Regions from separate parts of the Pan troglodytes genome. Here region 1 is linked to region 2. A link is a contact called in public Hi-C data. All regions are on one chromosome and are shown on one strand. The core of a region is the stretch at or near the end of the contact, and the rest is flanking DNA. Distances in the headings are between cores, read along the strand shown. Region 1 has its middle 59 kb from the start of F3. Region 2 overlaps LOC741049 (a long non-coding RNA gene).

Evidence for each region. Hi-C and Micro-C count contacts between places; a contact is called where the count stands out from the background.
Region 1: a contact with region 2 is called in a Hi-C map of induced pluripotent stem cells, with 3 times the contacts expected there. The contact joins two enhancer-like sites. A contact is called at or near these places in 3 of 7 Hi-C or Micro-C datasets (induced pluripotent stem cells and stem cell-derived neural progenitor cells).

What each region holds. Positions count from the first base shown.
Region 1 is chr1:136,577,537-136,580,236 of NHGRI_mPanTro3-v2.0_pri, reverse strand. No RefSeq gene overlaps it. Among named protein-coding and RNA genes, the nearest start is that of F3, 59 kb to the left of the region's middle. Within about 2 kb of position 1,251, at least 2 of the 24 cell types and tissues checked have an H3K27ac peak or open chromatin away from gene starts, as enhancers often do. A contact at or near this core is called in induced pluripotent stem cells, where this site is marked.
Region 2 is chr1:136,372,499-136,375,198 of NHGRI_mPanTro3-v2.0_pri, reverse strand. All of the region lies in intron 1 of LOC741049 (a long non-coding RNA gene), which reads right to left. Among named protein-coding and RNA genes, the nearest start is that of SLC44A3, 18 kb to the right of the region's middle. Within about 2 kb of position 1,393, at least 11 of the 24 cell types and tissues checked have an H3K27ac peak or open chromatin away from gene starts, as enhancers often do. A contact at or near this core is called in induced pluripotent stem cells, where this site is marked.

The DNA of each region.
Region 1 (2,700 bases), core at 2-2,501, 210 kb before region 2:
TTTGTAGAGTTTTTCCATGTTGCCCAGGCTGGTGTCAAACTCCTAGGCTCAAGTGATTCACCCGCTTTGGCCTCCCAAAGTGCTGGAATTGAGCCACCACGCCTGTGTGTCAAGCTATAATTTTAGGAGTCTTTGTAAAGAGCACTTTAAAAGAGATTTTTCATTTAACGTTTGGAGTAACTCCATGACATTGGAAATTTCATAGAAAGAAATCAGAGCTCAGGAATGTTTCTTTTTGGTTTAGGTTTGGATGCCTATGGCAGAAAAAGCCTAAAGTAATAATGACTAAAATAGGATAGAACTATATTTCCCTTTCATATGAAAGAAGTTTGTCAATAGACAATTCAGAGCTTATACAATTTTATGTAGTGGAAGGACCTGAGCCCTTTTTGTCTTTTTGCTCTCAGCCTTAGCGTCTACCTTTTTTTTTTTTTTTTTTTTTTTTTTTTTTTGAGACAGGGTCACGCTCTGTCGCCAGGCTGGAGTGCAGTGGCATGATCTCGGCTCACCACAACCTCTGCCTGTCGGGTTCAAGCGATTCTCCTGCCTCAGCCTTCTGAGTAGCTAGTACTACAGGCGCACACCACCACGCCTAGTTAATTTTTTTGTATTTTTAGTAGAGACTAGATTTCACCATGTTGGTTAGGATGGTCTTGATCTCCTGACCTCATGATCTGCCAGCCTCAGCCTCCCAAAGTGCTGGGATTACAAGTGTGAGCCACCGTGCCTGGCCTTTAGCTTCTACTTTATGGTCCGATTCCCACAATCCCCTCCATGTTCCAGCCAGCAGGCAAGAAGAAGGAACAAAAAAGAGTGCACTCGCTTTTTTCAAGAACACTTCCTGAAAGTCGCATACATTGCTTTCACTTATAACTCATCAGCTAAAACTTAGTCACATGGCTAGACCTAGTTGCAAGGGAGGTTGGGAAATGTAGTGTTTATTGTGGGAGGCCATTTACCCCACTAAAAATCAGGGCTTCTGATACCAAGGAAGTAAAGAATGGCTTTGGGACCAAACAACCAGCAATTTCTGCTTTTGGAGTGAAATAGCATGCCCAGAGTTTCTCAGTTGTGCCCTGTCTGCAGAAGACACTGCGTACCCCAGAGGCAAGTAGTAAGGACAGGGTGGTGGCGGAAGGGTGGGAGCTTAGCATAATGTCCACCCTCAAATTAGGGAGGTGGCTCTAGGGTTCCCGGCCGGCTCTCCTGCAATTCCAGTTACTTTGCCAGGAGCCTGGAGGACTCAGCTAACTGCCTGAATCTTCACTGCCACCTGGCTTTAGCCAGTGGTCACTGGTACTGAAGCCTGTTGCAGCCTGCAAGCCGGAGCGGAGAGGGAAAATTTCAAAGTCAGTGTTGAAATCATCAGGAGGAGTACAAAGTAGAGCCATTTTTATTTCTTTCCAGGTCCCTGACCTCAGTTTCTCTTTGAGAATGGTGGATTTGTGGTTCAGCTAATATTTAGTGAGCATCTACTTTATGCAAGACCCCAGATAGCCCCGAGGCAATACAGACTTGAGTGGACAGGGTCCTACTTTCAGGATCATAGATGTGTACACAGGTAACTCTAAGGCAAGGCCCCGGAAAAGGTAAAGTGAGGTGGGCAATCAGCGTAGGGGGTTGGGGGAACATTCAGGAAACAGAAGGCATTTGAGCTTGGCTTGGAGGAGCAGTTGGAATAGTGATTAGAGTAACTTGGGGAAATGGTCAAAGGGCACCCCAAAGAAAGAAAAGAAGAGCAGAAAGGGCCTGAGAAAAAGTAATTAACGTAGAACCATTGGAGTTTATGGAGGCTGTGTGGTGTGTGTGTGTAGTGTGTATGTGCATGTTTTTAGAATGGACATGGGCATGGAGACGGGGTGGAATGAGATGAGAGAAAAAACTGGGAAAGTAGTTTGAAGTAGCTCGCAGCAGGCTGTACATGCTAGAATAAGAACCCCAGGCTTTATTATGTAGAAAGGAGAAAGTCATCAAAACATTTTGAAAGGGGGTAACATAATAGGCTTCCCTTTCTGTCATATATATATATATATACACATTTTTTTTTTATATAAAGCAGCAGACATTCTCTAAGAGGGCCAAACACCAACACAAGTCACAATAGAGAGGGCTTATTATCGGCATTTTCAGTTTTCCATTTACAGACATTCTATAGTTAGATCATGACAAATTTCCATGGGAAAAGCTCAAAGTGTGGAATGAGCATAGTTCTGTTCCCATCTGAATAGGTTGTCACTAGCCAAGGTCACTGGGGAGGAGGCTCTAGAGACTTGTCCAGATACAGCTTCTCTCTCTGTGGGTTAGACTTAGCCTGACTCCCCAGGAGCAGGGCAGCCTCACCTGAATGGTAGCTGAGCAGGGCACTGAGCAGGGAGGGACAAGAGCTTCCTCTGCCCAAGCCCAGGGCACCTGGAAAGCCAGCCTCCTCTCCTGGAGGAAAGGAGGAGATTGAGAGGGTGACCCGGGGTGGTGGACAACTGTATCCCTCATGTTCTCTGCCACTTCCACCTACACTGTTGCAGTGTCTGAGAAACTTATCAGAACAAGTTCTCCTGTCCATTAAATAGCATTTAATCCTCCGAGGAGCCTTAAGAATTGGGAATATGCTACATTTTACTCTGGAAAATATGTTTAGTTTTTTGGTACTCACTGAAAACCTGGTGCATGGGAGACTGAAAAAAATACAGTGATGTTTTATGC
Region 2 (2,700 bases), core at 144-2,643:
ATGCAGCGACAGAGGAAAATTTAAAGATTTGTGGTATTCATATGTTAAACACAAACCAATTTCTTCTCAGTGTGAGCATACTATTTCATTGCACTCTCTCCAACATTTGGATCATTTTATTTTTAACGTGCATACAGTACTTAAGACATTTAGTCAGCGAATGCTATATCACTGTTGTTTTCATTTTAATATCAGGAGTTTACATCTTTCATATGATAATTTATTCCTGTGTCTGCATGTCTTCCTTTGTAAATTGGCCAACATTTTTGCTCATTTTTCTGTTGTTTTCCCCTAAAATTTTTATGATCCTACCTTAGAATAAAGATACAAGGTTTTTAGAAACTATTTGCAGTAGATATGACAATCCCTAGTTTTGAATTCCTATCATTTTACATTAATTTATGTCTGTAGTCAAGTATTTTCCAATATGATTTTCTATTACTTGAAAACTTAGTCCTTCATCCTCTAGAAACTTGACAAATAGTAAAATTTACATCTGTGAAGTTTTTCTATGATACAATGTCTGTTTAATTCTCATTCATCCAGAATATATTTCAAGCCATGATGTAAATTGAGAACCTACACACTTTCTTTTTATTATTACTGCTTATTTATTATTTTATTCATTTATTTTATGTGTAACTTTGTTCCAACAAGAATTTTATTTATTCATTATTATTTAAGTAGTCTTTCTGTCTATAACATGTAGTTAATTCTTGCACAGTGTATGTAATATGCAGTATCTTTAGGCCACTGAGTGTACTCCACAGAAGTCATCCTTCTGTCACTATAACCGTATCACGTGCACTGATAACACAAGTACTCCCAAAATGACCCAGTCTCCTTTTGAATTTGATAAATTGCCTGAATATACATTTAGGTAAATTTTAAGAATACTTTGCCAAGCCTTCTACCCCATGAAATAATCCTAGTGGATTTAGTTTGAAATAGCATTAAAGGTACAAATTAACTTTGAAACAAGTCCTATCTTCACAATGTTTTCCTTTCTTGACATGATGGGCCTTCTGTTTATTCCAGCCTTCTTTCGCATTGCTCATTGAAATTTGTGCCTTTATTTCTATCTGTTACGTTTGTTTCCCATTCTGCCCCCACTTTAGTTTCACTTTGTATCTTCCCAGTTCCTTAGAGAATGAACAGCCACACATAATGCAATAGGACTTTTATTTAGGGTAGATGAGAAATCCTAGATCAGTTTTCATTTTACTAAACAATTAGTTAACAGAAGCATTGCCTAAGAGGCCTGTGCTCTAACTAGAACGGCAGAGTTCTCCAAGTCATTTGTTTCATCTGGTTAATAACCACTTGAAAGCCCTGTGCTCTCTTTCAAGTTACTTGGCTCCATCTTCTGGTTTGAATTATGAGTACTTGGAGTAAGGGCAGTTAAAAGTTGCCAGAGCAGGGCTGAGACTGGGGTGAGGTGAGTTGCGCATCTAGGGTCCAGATTTAAGGAAGCGTCTGCTCTCAGGCCCCCTGGTGCCTCGTCCACCACACCTGGTCCCAGCCTGCCCCAGGGAACCGGCTGCTGTGAGCCAGCTAGCATCTGGCAAGCAGCTGGGAGAGGGAGCCACCGTTTCCCCCATAGCTCTGCCCTGGGCCTGCACAGTGGGAGTTGCTGTCACCGTCCACAGGGAGCACTTGGCCCAGCCTGGCTAATGGGCCCCACTCTTGCTTCTCCAGGTCACTTTTGTGTTTTTTAGATGCAAGAGGCATCTACAGCTGGAACAGACTGACAGCCTGACACCATCTAAATGCTCTTACAAGATCCATAAAGCCAAATCATTTCCATTTGAGAAGCACTTTGTCTGAACTGTGTTATTGGTCCATGGGTCATGACCTCCCTCTAGCCTGTGCCACCCTAACTGCCCTTAACTGTCCAGAACAACCACCACCCCTGCCCCTGAAGCCTTCCCTGGAAGGCTTCAAGCACAAGAGCTCGTTTTTTAAAAATCCAAGAAGAGCTGAATATGAGCAGATGAAAGCAGCTATAATAAAATGATTATAAAACCTATATGGGAGGGGAGTTTAGATAGATGTGACACTTGATTCCACAGTCTTTCCATGCTATTCAAATGCAGAGAGTAAAATATTTTTGGTTTTGTGCTATTTACACTTAGTAGTGTTCCAATATCTTTAATTTGTGAGTATTAAAAACATTCTTTAGTTTTATTATTTTGAAATGAATACTCAGTAAATCTTCCAAAGATGTAGAGGAGGGTTGGGTAAGAGAAACTTATATAACCGTCTTAGTTAACAAAGTGAGGGATATTCTGCTTAGTTAGAAATGGCTCTAAAAACAGAGAAACTAAGATTATAAAATTTAGAATGAGAGATAAAAGGAAAAAGAAAAGAAAAGCAAGGTTGAGGAGCAAATGAGAGGGAAGAGAACATCGGAGAGCAGAAACGTGGCAGGAGCAGCAAGAGGCCCACACACAGTAAGACCCCAGACAGATTTGAGGCAGCAGGCAGGGCTGGGGCATTCAGTGTGGGGCAAACGGGCCTCCCCACCACCACCCCACACAAATTGCTCACAATAATCCTCAAAATTAGCACTTAGTACAATCATTTTTGTTACTAATAATGACTGTATGCCTTTGAGAAAGTTGAGGCACACAGTCCCCCCACTTAAAGCAGCCATATTGATCTATTTCATTATAATGTTATTTGTCTCTTAAATAATTT